Linked DNA regions of Mus musculus: all the other regions are linked to region 1. Evidence: chromatin contacts called from public ChIA-PET and HiChIP or PLAC-seq data. All regions are on one chromosome and are shown on one strand. Each heading gives the region's core, a stretch centred on a gene start, on an enhancer-like site or on the middle of the called end of the contact. The rest is flanking DNA. Distances are from core to core; before and after follow the strand shown.

Evidence for each region. ChIA-PET counts read pairs in DNA pulled down with a chosen protein or histone mark. HiChIP or PLAC-seq counts read pairs in DNA pulled down with a chosen protein or histone mark.
Region 2: an RNA polymerase II ChIA-PET map of memory CD8 T cells shows a contact between it and region 1, with 8 read pairs. The contact joins the enhancer-like site here to the promoter of Psma1 in region 1. A contact is called at or near these places in 3 of 115 datasets of contacts at active chromatin or transcription factors (embryonic stem cells, extraembryonic endoderm stem cells and memory CD8 T cells).
Region 3: an H3K4me3 HiChIP or PLAC-seq map of bone marrow-derived macrophages shows a contact between it and region 1, with 5 times the contacts expected there. The contact joins the enhancer-like site here to the promoter of Psma1 in region 1. A contact is called at or near these places in 4 of 39 promoter capture datasets (the C10 cell line, the HPC-7 cell line, liver and 1 more), 2 of 15 datasets of contacts at CTCF or cohesin (large pre-B cells and pro-B cells), 2 of 484 Hi-C or Micro-C datasets (CD8 T cells and nephron progenitors), 11 of 115 datasets of contacts at active chromatin or transcription factors (the 230-238 cell line, the SCID.adh cell line, T-cell acute lymphoblastic leukemia and 6 more) and 3 of 9 other capture datasets (adipose tissue, liver and pancreatic islet).
Region 4: an H3K4me3 HiChIP or PLAC-seq map of bone marrow-derived macrophages shows a contact between it and region 1, with 5 times the contacts expected there. The contact joins the enhancer-like site here to the promoter of Psma1 in region 1. A contact is called at or near these places in 9 of 39 promoter capture datasets (the 3T3-L1 cell line, 3T3-L1-derived adipocytes, the C10 cell line and 5 more), 3 of 15 datasets of contacts at CTCF or cohesin (large pre-B cells, pro-B cells and thymocytes), 2 of 484 Hi-C or Micro-C datasets (bone marrow-derived macrophages and neutrophils), 11 of 115 datasets of contacts at active chromatin or transcription factors (the 230-238 cell line, CD8 T cells, the HPC-7 cell line and 7 more) and 3 of 9 other capture datasets (adipose tissue, liver and pancreatic islet).

What each region holds. Positions count from the first base shown.
Region 1 is chr7:114,274,694-114,277,887 of GRCm38.p6, reverse strand. Psma1 (proteasome subunit alpha 1) reads left to right here and starts at 1,772. Exons shown (of 10, transcript NM_011965.2): 1 at 1,772-1,887. The coding sequence starts at 1,885.
Region 2 is chr7:114,019,648-114,022,937 of GRCm38.p6, reverse strand. All of the region lies in intron 7 of Spon1 (spondin 1, (f-spondin) extracellular matrix protein), which reads right to left. Among named protein-coding and RNA genes, the nearest start is that of Gm51454, 15 kb to the left of the region's middle. Within about 2 kb of position 2,022, at least 81 of the 459 cell types and tissues checked have an H3K27ac peak or open chromatin away from gene starts, as enhancers often do. A contact at or near this core is called in memory CD8 T cells, where this site is marked.
Region 3 is chr7:114,524,737-114,527,982 of GRCm38.p6, reverse strand. Pde3b (phosphodiesterase 3B, cGMP-inhibited) reads right to left here. Exons shown (of 16, transcript NM_011055.2): 12 at 1,003-1,202. Among named protein-coding and RNA genes, the nearest start is that of Cyp2r1, 37 kb to the left of the region's middle. Within about 2 kb of position 1,527, at least 14 of the 459 cell types and tissues checked have an H3K27ac peak or open chromatin away from gene starts, as enhancers often do. A contact at or near this core is called in the HPC-7 cell line, adipose tissue, bone marrow-derived macrophages and 1 more, where this site is marked.
Region 4 is chr7:114,452,090-114,455,377 of GRCm38.p6, reverse strand. All of the region lies in intron 1 of Pde3b (phosphodiesterase 3B, cGMP-inhibited), which reads right to left. Among named protein-coding and RNA genes, the nearest start is that of Pde3b, 38 kb to the right of the region's middle. Within about 2 kb of position 1,952, at least 99 of the 459 cell types and tissues checked have an H3K27ac peak or open chromatin away from gene starts, as enhancers often do. A contact at or near this core is called in the 230-238 cell line, CD8 T cells, the HPC-7 cell line and 7 more, where this site is marked.

The sequences.
Region 1 (3,194 bases), core at 523-3,022:
CTAAAACTTTTTAAGTGTATTAGTAAGAGACAGTTTAGTATAATCTTATCTTAAAACATGTATTTGTGTGAGGCACATGACTATAGAAAAGAATTGTGAAGATTTTTATAACATCTTCTAAAAGAAATCTCAAAAGTAGATGGGCTAATTTGGGTGCTTTAAACTATTTTATGTCTATGAGTATTTTCTCTGTATAGAAGTACAACATGTATCAAAAGATGGCCTAGTCGGCCATCACTGGAAAGAGAGGCCCATTGGACACGCAAACTTTATATGCCCCAGTACAGGGGAACGCCAGGGCCAAAAAGTGGGAGTGGGTGAGTAGGGGAGTGGGGGGGGGGGGGAGGGTATGGGGGCCTTTTGGGATAGCATTGGAAATGTAAATGAGGAAAATACCTAATAAAAAATATTTAAAAAAAAAAAAAGAAGTACAACATGTATGCACAAGCGTCACGGTAGCCGGAAGAGGTCCGATTCCCTAGAGTTGCAGAAGGTTGTAGACAGCACTCTGCAGTTCCACAACCATTTTTAAATGAGCATTTAATTTTCCCATTCATTCCAAATCCATTGTTCATTCAGCAATACAAATTATGTACCTAATATGTGCTAGGCACCGTGCTGGTGCTGCGAAAACAAAACAGCACTATCTATCAATTTAAAGTCAGAAATTTTTAAAAATAACAAGAGCCAGTGTTGGTGAATTTAAAGAACAAAGCAATCTAATTAACTGTTGAGAGCATATAAACGAGGGAGGGAGGGTGCAAACCCAGAGAGAGATGAGAAAAAGAAAAGCAAAAAGCATGATGGTTCAGAGGATTGCTATATTAGCTGCCAAGCTGTGAACCTGAGTTCAATCCCAGAATCCACGTGGCGCAAGGAGAGAACCACCAACTTCAAGTTGTCTTCAGACTCCCAAAAAAGGGTATGCAGGGACACAGACACACACACAAAACAAATGTAAAAACAAAAAATGTACATATATATACAGACATGAAAATATTTAGAATGTGATACTAATTACTGTGAACATAGACATTTAAATGATGTGTTACTCCGCCATCAAAGTTCAGATCCTTAAAGATCCTTACCTGACTCTGGGTACACGTTATTCAACAGAATTAGCAGTCTTGATTTCATTTGGGGATTAAACCAAAACATACTCTTTTAAAACTCGTAAGAAAACTCGCACCTTCCCCCTAGTGGCCTAATCTACCAGATACGGTATTTGGTTGTGGACAGCAGAAGATCAAGTGCCAGGACAGAAACCAGGTCCTACAATAGCAACTAATGATCATAAGTATCACGATCATGCGAGACCATGGAGCCTTTAAGGATGGGCTCTCCAAGTACTCAAGCATCTCAGGCCAGGAATATGAACACACACACACACACACACACACACACACACACTTGTTTTTTTTTTTTTTTTTTCTGCAGCCTCTTTCAGACACGCTGTTTCCCAAACCTCTCTGTGCACTGTGACAGATCTATGAGGGACCACCGCACCATCCCGAGCTAGGTGGCGACGTTCAACTGAGAGGACCGAGAGTTGGCGGGAATCTGCAATCCACTTGGGGATTAAAAAAAAAAAAAGCAAGGAAACTCTGGGCGTGACGTGAAGCCACGCCCCCCGCTTTCTCTGCGCATTGGCTTTCCCACCCCGGAGCTTCCTGCCAATCCCACGTTCTCAGCTTTCGCAGGCCCCGCCCACTTAAGGCTGGAGGGCGGGGCAGCGTTAGACGCCGATCCGTGGCTCTGGGATAGATTGCACTTCCTGCGTCGCCGCCGTCAAGACTCCGCAGGCTTCTTTGACGATCACCGAACCGTAGTTGGGGCCGTGTTCCTGTGTCCGCTGCTGGGTCAGGTTGTCGCTGCGCCGGAGCTATGGTGTGTTGAGCCCCGAGTCCTCGAAGGGTTTGGGGCTGAGGTACACTGACGTGGTCGGGGATCGGCCTCTGTTCCCTGGGGCGTGGGGCGGTGGGAGAGGGAGCTTACCTCACGGACAGTCTCCTACAGTGATTCAGCATCTGCGGCCTGGCCGGCGGGAAACGATCAGTAACCTGGGCGGCCTTTCGCTCAGCTTCTCCACCTTACGTGGGGTCCAGGCGCTCTCCCTCGCCCAGCCAGAGGCCCTCCCCTCTCAATTTACTTAGGTGGCCGATTTCAAGATGCCCTATGGTCCTTTGTCATCTGCATAGGAGGAAGGCTATAGGAATGGAGGGGTGCACCTGGCATCGCCTGCGCAGACCTGAGCCTGCAGTCAGGTCTTTAGACCAAATTCATCTTCCTTGTGGGTCTGTCTTAATCTGTCTCATTAGAATGCCGTCGGGAAAGACTCCATACAGTCACTTTGTTCTAAAAGGGGAAGTAATGGATTCAGGTTTACAGCACAGGGCCCTGAGCTGCTTCTGTGGAGTCTGCCATGCGAACTCTTGCCTTTTTTGCCATTATGAGTATTCTCCTAAGAGCCGATACACTTGCTTTAGTAATGACATTATGGCTGTAGTGGGTCTGCCACGGTAGCAATTTGTGCCCACCTCTTTACTGAGGATTTGTGTATATGTTAATTCATCCAGTGACAGGGTGCAGGTAGAGAGCTCAAAGTTAAACCAAACATAACTTTATTCATACTATAAAGATAAAAAAGGTATGTTGGAAGGTGTTATGGTACACGAGTTTAATCCCAGCACTTAGGAAGCAGAGAGGCAGAATTCTGTGAGTTTGAGGCAAGCCTAAGTCAAAGTTCCAGGACATCCATAGTGTAGAGACCGACACCAAAAAAAAAAAAAAAAAAAAAAAAAAGGAAGGAAGAAAAGAAGAAAAAAATATGTATAGTTGGTCATGATAGCAGACACCTGTAATCTGAGCACTTGGTAGGTTGAGACAGGACTTCAAGATCATTTTCCCAGGTATATAGGAAAAAGCCAGACTGGGCTTCATGAAACCTGTATCTCAAAGCTCTGCTGGAATATTGTGCTGAGAATTTTCAGAGAAAAGAAGAAACCTTCAAGCTCTGTTGGAATATTGTGCTGAGAATTTTCGGAGAAAAGAAGAAACCTTCAAAGATAGACATTTGAGTCAATGTACAGAAAAGGCCTTTGCCAGATTATTAGAGCCCTGTGTAGAGAACAGTATGAGCAAAGTGGAGGGAAAGTTGGTGTGTGCATTCTTTAGCACTTGACTACCCAAGGGGA
Region 2 (3,290 bases), core at 773-3,272, 260 kb after region 1:
ACCTTACTTAAAATAATGAAATGGATAAGCATATGTGTGACTTTTTCTTAGGAAGTGCTAGCCAGAACCAGGGCTCTTTAATTTAATCGAACTTTAATAAAAGTTCTTATTTATGCTCTCTTAGGTGCCAGGTCTTCCACGACGATATGACATTCTGCCAATTTGGTGGCCTATTTTTCTTTTATCTAAGATTTACATGTGAATTTTTTCTTTTTTAAGCAGGGAGACTTATTGCATGCCACAGTATATGACAAATTTAATTAAAAATAATATGATATTTCGAAGTAGAACAGAAATTAGTGGGCCAGAGTGGAGAGAGAGGAAAGGCTGGACACCAAGTGCTGTCAGACTGAATCAACTAAAAAAAACAAAACAAAACAAAACATCAGATTTGCAAGGAACACCATACAGCTCTAGAACCCAATATCCAGACTGTAGAGAAATGTCAAACATTTAAGAAAAGTGTCTACTAAGAAATGTTACTTTTCAAGGTGGGGATAAAAAGAAAAGAAGAGAAAAGAAATGTTTCCTTTCTCAGATTTGAAACAGGAAAAGCAACCACAAAAGAAACAGATTGAATTAACATCAGTTAACACTTGTGGGTAATGACCAGAACTGCTTGGTATTACAAATCTTAAAACCCCCCAAATCTGAAGCTTCCTGAGCGGTAACATGAAACCCAAATAGGGAGTTCCACGCTTGACCCCACACGATGGGTCACAGGCAAATGGCAGATGCATTCAAATATTGTGCAAACGTATTCTCCTGTAAAAGGTGTGCATGCAACCTGTCGCATGCTGAAATTTGGGTCCTGTCACCGAGGCATGTCATTATATCTATACACAAATATTTCAAAATGTAAAAGTCTCCATGGACCCTCTCGTTCTGGCTTTCTGCCACTGCCACTGACAAAACATTGGAGAAAAATGTCTTTGAAGAAGAAAAACTTGTTTTGGCTAATGGTGTCAGAGATTTTAATCCATGGTCACCTGACCACATTTCCTTGTGACTGGGCAGCGTAGTGCACCATGGTGGGGCTACAAGAAGGTGGTGAGGGGTGGGGTGGGTTGGGGTGGGGTGAGGGGTGGGTGGATAGGTGGGTCCTAGCAGATGTTCCAGGCACACACCTCCACAGGCCTAACTTCTTTCCATCCTCCCCTGCCCCAGAGTTTCGCTGTGTAGCCCAGGCTGTCCTAGAACTCACTCTGTTGACCAGGCTGGCCTCAAACTCAGAGCTCCAGCTGCCTCTGCCTCAGAGTGCTGGGATTAAAGGTGTGCACCACCACCAGTGAGCCTTTTTACCAAGTCTTAAAGTTTCCATCACCTCTTAAGAATGCCACAGCTGGAGACCAAGCCTCTAGCTTTCTGGAGGGCACCTAAGATGTGAATCAGAAGACCTCTGGTGCCAAGAAAAATAAGAGTGTCATAAAAGTGTCCCCATCCAGCATAATTGAAAAGTGTCAGCATCTACACAGTGATAAGCCACATCTCTGAGAAAAAGACCCAGTCCTAGTAAAGTTATGAACAGTTTACACACACATAAATTAAAAATAAATATGTACATGAAGAAATGTCTTTCCTGACCTCTGAGAGGGTGAGGTGCATGGGATGAGGGCAGAGAAGCGAGTGCTTTTAACCCCACCTTTCCTTGTAGTTACTAAACCTGCAATATGGGACCAGTGTATTTAACTGTGAAGAAATGGCTTCTCATTGGTTCCTGACAGTACAGTGCCTCATTTTCAGCAAAACTTCCCAAAATACCACAGAGGAAAAGAGGCGAGAGATGATTTTATGATCAATCTACACTCTGGTCCTTGCCTTCTAAGTTACAAATCCTCACCAGTGAGACCTACCTAGTAATAGTTTTTAAAAGGTTTTACTTTGGTCTCAATTTGTTTTCTCAAGTGCAGGAACTCTATTAAGCCACTAGGGGGCGCCCAAGCCATTCATTAGACTGAAGCACGGTGCTGGCGGATCAGGGTTTGTCAAGTTTTTGCAACATTAGTTTCTAACCAGAAGGTATTTGGGATTCCAAGTCCATCTGGACATGCAGATCTACCACCTGCTCAAGTCCGAGTTCCTTTACTACCCCACGGGCGTCGATGGACCCAGGTGACTCTTGCTAGGAGGAGGCAAGAGGGACCTCGGAATCCGAGGGCTGTTTCTGGTTTCATTTCTGGAGAAGTAGACCCAGTCTTTGCACCGCTGATCTCACAAACACCGGCCATTGTCTAAGCAAGAGATAACCAAGAGGAATGGGTGGGAATAATTTAGGGGGAATGCCAGTCCTTTCCAGGAGATGAATATCTTTGAAAGTTCCGGTAATTCTTAGCATTCAGACCACCCTGGAGTAGTGCAAATTCACAATGATTGCAGGAACTGTTTCTCACTTGTGTTTGCAAAGAACCAGTGAAGGATGCGGCTTTGCTCGGAATTCGTCTTTCCCTGTCTCTACCCGAACATTGGGCTGTCAGGGCTCTGGCTTGATTTATTGAATCAAACATGTCACCGTTGATTCGTTCATCCGCTCCTGCCCTTTGAGAAGGGGTGCTGGGAATGCGGATGAAGACTGCTGAGAAAAAAAGTCAGTTTCAACAGGCAGTGCTTTGCAAAGTAGGTCACCCTGGCTTTTCCACTGGGTGAAGAGGCTGGAATCCCATTAACCTCCATCAGACTTGCAGGGATGGGGATGGGGGGGGGGGGGAGAATGGGGGTGGTGGGGGGGCGGGGTTGTTAGTGCAAAACAAAACCTGGCTTCGTGCAGGCTTCCTAATTTGACTTCCTAATGAGATTTGGAAAGGAAAGGGGAATAGAGGGTTTGGGAAAATCAAAGGAAAATTCCTTTCCCTAAATGAGCCCATAGTGTGGGGTGGAAAGGTTTGGGCTGTTTGTGAACTGAGTGTTTGCCATCAATTAATTTTTTGTTTTTTCTTTCTTTCTTTCTTTCTTTCTTTCTTTCTTTCTTTCTTTCTCTCTCTCTCTCTCTCTCTCTCTCTCTCTCTCTCTCTCTCTCTCTCTCTTTCTTTCTTCCTTCCTTCCTTCCTTTTTTTTTATCTTTGTTTCCACTGGGTCTCAGAAAGTCTGAGGGGCAGGTAAAGTGTGGGAAGGTATTCCCCATATAATACTTCTTTCAAATTTCAACATGTCTTTCACCCGTTGGAAGTAACACACACACACACACACACACACACACACACACACACAGAGAGAGAGAGAGAGAGAGAGAGAGAGAGAGAGAAACAACCCCGTCACCAAAACCTAAAACACCTCCAAGCCACCAAAACACACAC
Region 3 (3,246 bases), core at 278-2,777, 250 kb before region 1:
ACAAATGATAAATGGAACTAAATTTAAGACAGAATACTAAAAGTGAAGACAGATGAATTCATCACAAATAATAACATTGGTTACTCTTTATGATGTTGATTACTGGTTATATGTTGGTTAGAAACATATATACAACATTGCAGCAATCTACAACACAAATACCTCAAACCACATTAAATTCTTCTAAAAACCATGTTTAGTTCCAAGTTCTCATGTTTAAAGTTATGGCAGTTACAGTATTCATGTTGGGAATTCATACTACTTTATTTAGACTGTGATCTGACCCTAAAAGAGTTTGGTACTTGATCAGCTATATTCCCTCCATATAAAATACTATACCAAAATAAATTGTTGTCTATCTTCTTACTACATTTGTATTTACTTATTTGTTTATGTGAGATGAGGATACATCTGCATGCCATGGCACATGTGTGGAGGTCTGAGGACAGCTTGACGTAACTGGTTTTCTCTTTCTATCAAGCCAGCCCCAGAGATTAAACTCAGGTTGTCATGCTTGGAGGGAGGTACTTTCACCTGGTAAGGCATCTCATCACCCCCAAGAAAGAAATTGTTAGTGCACTAATATGTTCATAGCTAAGGAACAGAAGGTAAAGATATTAAGATAAATCATAGGAGAAAAATGGAAAGAACAAACCATTAAGGCTCTCCTTAGTTATTACAACTTTTAGCCACACTATGGACCCAATCAGAAAGAACAATGATCTAACCAGAGCTTTATCAATTTGTTAGAAGACAAAAATATTTCAATCAAGATATAGAATTCATGAAACATGGAGTTATAAACTATTCTTTTTTATAGCTGAAGAAACTAATTTTTCAAAATCCTCTTAGCATTCATCATCATGTGCTTTCACCAATTAATTATAATGAAGAGTTTACTGAAAACATGACTCACAAGAAAGACAGATTATAGAGTGATATGCAATCGGTTATAAAAATTTTTTGGAACTATTCTTAAGCTTCTGAAAAATTCTTTCCTACCTGAGGTGCATTTGTAGCCACTAGAAACGCATTTGTTCTTCCTGGGTGATCGTAATCGTGCATGGCAGCTGCCACATACAAAGCCATCAATTCTAATGCAGGGATGTTTGAAGATAGGCAGCCATAACTCATATCTGGAATACAGCAACTCTTCGAAGAAATGTAAGCAATCTGTCCAGAACCAAGTCTACCATCTGAATCTGTGTGGCAATAAATAGTAAACAAACATTAGCATTTAACTTCCTGTCAATTATGCTAAGGATAGAATTTCTCATAAGTAGTATCAGTATTAATTTATTGAAATTAAATAGACTCAAAGGATTTAAATACTTTCCCATTGTTTATCTTGCAGGACATTAGAGAATTCTGACACCAGATTGATGCTTTCTTGCTAGGACTAATAAATACCTGAAAACCCTAAGTTTATAATTTTCTAAACATTTGTTCTTAAGGGCTAAACATAGTAGTCATACAAAATTCTAGCACCAAGAAGAGGAAGTAGACAAAGCCCTGCCCGTAACCAGGAAGCTACTGTAACTGAAACTTCCTGGGAAAGGGAAAGTCAGCTTTCTCCAGTGGAGTATAAAATTAGGTATACCATAAGTCACACTCCAGGACAGGCCCTATACCCAAGGGTAGTTAACTAAAACACAGACTCTGTATTTTGGGGGATGTGTTTGTGTGTGGTATCTTGTTACCTTTTCTCTAATTTTCTTTTTTCAAAGTTTGATGTGATTTTATTTTTGTTGTTATTTTTTCTTGTTTTTTGAGAGCCAGACAGACAGAAGGAACAAGTAGTTGGGTAGGTATTAAGGTGAGGAGGGTCTGGGAGAAAGTAGGGGAGGGGAAAGAATATGATCAAAATATACTGAATGAAAAAATTTAAGTATGTATAGTAGATATAGAAAAGGATCTAAATGAATAAAACTAGGGGATTAAAATCTGATTTAAAAACAATATGAACATGAGGGAATTTGAGGTATCACCAAACAAAGCTCTTTCATAGAGATGCTACTTTTCAAAACTCATCCGAAGAAATGTTTCATTTCTTGCATTGACTACAATTTCTCTTTCTCTTCTTCTTCCTCCTATGAGGCTCTTTACAATGGAACAGAACAAAAAGCACGAACACACAAAGGCCTGAAACAGAACTACTTCATACTACTTCTCTGTTTCCTCCTGATAGAAACAGTGTGTTTTCCCCTGTCTGTGACTCTGGTCCCTAACACCTCATTACCTGCTTCTGTGTCTTTATATTAGCTAAGACTAAATGGTCAAGCTATCATTGCTGCTAAAGGGATTGGAAGAAATTCCAGAATGTAAAAGGTATTATAGTAAGCAGCACATAAAATACAAGATAAGAGATAAAAGATGTCCTCAGTTGTGTTCATCAGTTAGAAATAGGCCTTGTCAAAGGCCAAATGATTTCTTAATCATAATTTGAGTCAATATATCACAAGAATTTTAACATGACTTTAATGCATGAATGATAATTTAATTTTAAAATGTTCATTATTTCCATACTGTTTATGTTTTCAATATATATTGAGTTTTCAAAAACTGTACGCTTAACACTCCTTACAACAGTAATTATGTAATTATGTAGGCAAACTGCTACTAGCAAGACTTTAATTATTAATATCAGGTCAATACCTTGAACATTTTCCTGTGTTATAGCTACCATGGATTCCCCCTTAAATTATAAACTAAATTTTAAAAATAAAAATAGCAAAATATATCCCTATTAAACTAAAAAACGTAGTTGAGACTGGGATGCAGACCTATACATGTCAGCATTTTAAGTTCAAGGACCATCTGGAGTACATGAGATATTGTGTTAAAATAAACAAAAGCAACAACAAAAATGTAGAAAGTGAAACAAAACAAAAACTCAGTAACTACTTAAAGCTTAGACAGAAGGCTCTTGATAACAGCAGTACATATAAATTTGACAGAAACCTAACATTAAAAAGGCAATGATTTACAAATTTTTCTGCAGATTCAACACTGTATATAATCAAAATCCAAGCTCGCTTTTTGAGCATAAAAATGTAAACTGAATATATAATTAATGTATAAATACAAGAGACTGAATGGCCAAAATCACCTCAAAGGAAAAAAAATAGAACATTGCAACACTGAGAACTCATACTTCCTAATTTCAAAGCATATTACACAGCTCAAGTGATAAAGACATGGTTCTATTATAGAGAGAAACACAAATAAATGAAATAAAACTGAAAG
Region 4 (3,288 bases), core at 703-3,202, 180 kb before region 1:
TCCTACACACAACACAAGACAAGTTACCACCAGAAACAAATCACATCAGGGGCTGAACAATCTCAGGAGTGGGTAACACATTTTGCAGAGTTCTGCCAAACAAAGAAATTGAATAGGCTGTGGGTAAGCAAATGAGGGAGAATTAAGGAATGAAGTATTTTAAATATTAATATCTCAGTCACAGTACTGTAAATTCTTTAAAAAAAAAAACACACTTCAACAGTTAGTAACACACTAGGGAATTTTATCTCCAAAGAGATTAGTGTACTGGCAAATTACTCAGGTGACAAGGGGAGCTGTGAACAGCAGGCAGTGAACACCCTAGCCTCACAGAGCCCAAGGTGACACTGGCCTTTAACAGATCACTCCTTTGCCAGGGGTCCAGCAAGAACTTGCAGCACAATCTCCCTGGGTCATCTGCATTGCCTCGGACATTCATTATACTGTCATCAAAAAAAAACAGACCTTTCAAAAGTGTCACAGTAGAAATACTTTCATTAAGTTATGAGTAAATAATTTTCAGAAAAAGTATAAAATATGTTTATCCTATCATTATTATAAAATAACTTCATAACACAATCAACCACAGATACTTTGGTCAATTATCTGAAATGAAGGAGTTTAAGTTTATAACTTAAAATTGTTTGTTTGTTTTTTGTTTGTTTGTTTGTTTGTTTGTTGTTTTTCGAGACAGGGTTTCTCTGTGTAGCCCTGGCTGTCCTGGAACTCACTTTGTAGACCAGGCTGGCCTCGAACTCAGAAATCTGCCTGCCTCTGCCTCCCGAGTGCTGGGATTAAAGGCGTGCGCCACCACGCCTGGCTATAACTTAAAATTTTAATTCTGATAGTAAAATAACAAAGACTTAAACCCATGAACTCTATTTGCAACTTAAGCATTTTACTAACAAGAACTTTAATTACATATTCTAATGCTTACTAATATACAAATTACAATTTTCTGTAGTAGGTAGAGCACCCATAGATACAGCATTAACACTCATTAATGAAGCCTGTGAGCATGTTCTTTAGCATTGTCAAAATGAAATGTCATAAAACCAAGAGTGTTGTTTAAGAATGGTAATCTGATGGCCTACTCTGTCATCCTAGAAATGGTAAACCATATAAAAGAACAGCAAAACAAGAAACAAATGCACTCATTGTTAAGAGTACAAATACATTAAAAACTCAAATTCACAGCTATCAAAGTAAACAACAACATAAAGAAGGAATGAAACAGCTTAGCAAAATGTCTGCCTATTAGTAAATTTATTTTCATTACTATTTAATTAAATATCCCATCTAGTTTTAGAATTTGATTCTCAAAGATAATAAAGTTACAAATGATTGAATACTAAATATACACTTTTATAATAGACATAAAAGCAAAGAATTATCTGCTAAAATGATTTATCAAAGATATATACTGAAGAAGATGAGACATTGCTTTGTAAATGCAGAGCCCAATAAACAAGGTGGCTGAGAAGAAAAGCTCTACAACAATACAGACCGTTTCTCGGCCCATAGTTTCTCTGTTGAGGTTAATAACCACTCCTTTCATGTGGCTTTCATGTGGCTTTCAATATTAAAATTTTAAAAGCAGGGACCAACAAGAAGGGTCAGTTGGTAAAAATGTCAGAAGCCACCTGGAAGCTCATGGGCCATCTAGTGTGGATACACAGCAAGACAGAAACAATATCACAGAGCTTGCTTTAGAAGCAAAGTCTAAGGAGAAAACTGTGGAGGCTGTCTTCTGACTTCCACATGTACACTGTGGCACCGTATGCTTACAGGGAGCTGTGTACGGATGGGTAGGTACAGGTGTGTCACATGTACAAATCAGAAGAAAAAAATTTAAACATGTCTTCTCAAATAGCCCCATCTGCACAGTAAACGTCATTATATATTGTCTAATTACAGTTATCACTAGCACTGTCACTCAAATTTTCCCTGACAGCTATTACAACATAGAAAAGCAGAAGCTTCAGTCCTTATCATTCAAAGAAACAGGAACCACTTGCTAAGGACTCTAACAAAATGAAAGAGAGAACTATAGTACACAGAAAATGTGAAAAATAAACTAGCCTTCCTCTTCCTGCAAAAAGGTATTAGGAATCAATCTTCCAGGTAACAGATAATTGACAGACTTCACTTTAAGAGAGAAGATAGCAAGGATAGATGCATCCTAAGTTCAGAAGTACTCTAGAGAATACAAAAACAAAAAACAAAACAAAACAAAAAAGCCTCTTCACTCTAGAGAATGTACTTCCTCCTCATAAGTAACTGTTCAGTTCTCTGTCCTTCCCCAGAGCAGCTAAAGGTTTCTCAAAAGGGTCTTCTCTTCCCCCTCTTCTCTTCCCCTCGTCCCAGGGACTGTTCTCTTCCCCCTCTTCTCTTCCCCCTCGTCCCAGGGACTGTTCTGCCTGCTCTGATCTGATGTTGACGGCAACAATTTGGCTGAAACAACTTTTAAAGGACAAAAACAATCCTCACTTTGCAAAATCCTATAACAATTTACAAATCACCTCTGCATCAGCTTTTCAAAATTATCCAACCTAGTTTGTATCCTCAAAACCTCCCCCACTCACCCCACCCCCATCGAGGTTTAAGTGATCTCCTCTCCTGGGTGTCTCTCCTACTTCTCAAGTCCTCTTCCTCTGGTTTACAATGGAATTGTGGCCCAATACTTAAATCTGAGTCCCCGTTTGTGTTCTGGATATACTCTTCCTTGGCAACTTCATCTATCCACATGTTTGTTTGTTCATTTCATTTTTTTATTAGATATTTTCTTTATTTACATTTCAACTGTTATCCCCTGTCCTAGTATCCCCTCCAAAAATCCCCATCCTCTCCTCCCTCCCCCTATTCCCCAACCCACCCACTCCTGCTTCCTGGCCCAGGCATTCCCCTATACTGGGGCAGAGAGCCTTCACAGGACCAAGGGTCTCTCCTCCCATTGATGACCAACTAGGCCATCCTCTGCTACATATACAGCTAGAGCCACGAGTCCCTCCGTGTGTTTTCTTTGATTGGTGGTTTAGTCCCAGAGCGTTCTGGGGTTACTGGTTAGTTCATATTGTTGTGCTTCCTAGGGGGCTGCAAACCCCTTCAGCTCCTTGGGTACTTTCTCTAGCTCCTTCATTGGGGACCCTGTGCTCTGTCTAATGGATGACTGTGAGCACCTACTTCTGTATTAGTCAGGCACTGGCAGAGCCTCTCAGGAGACAGCTATATCAGGTTCCTGTGAGCAATCTCTTGTTGGCATATGCAATAGTGTCTGGGTTTGGTGGT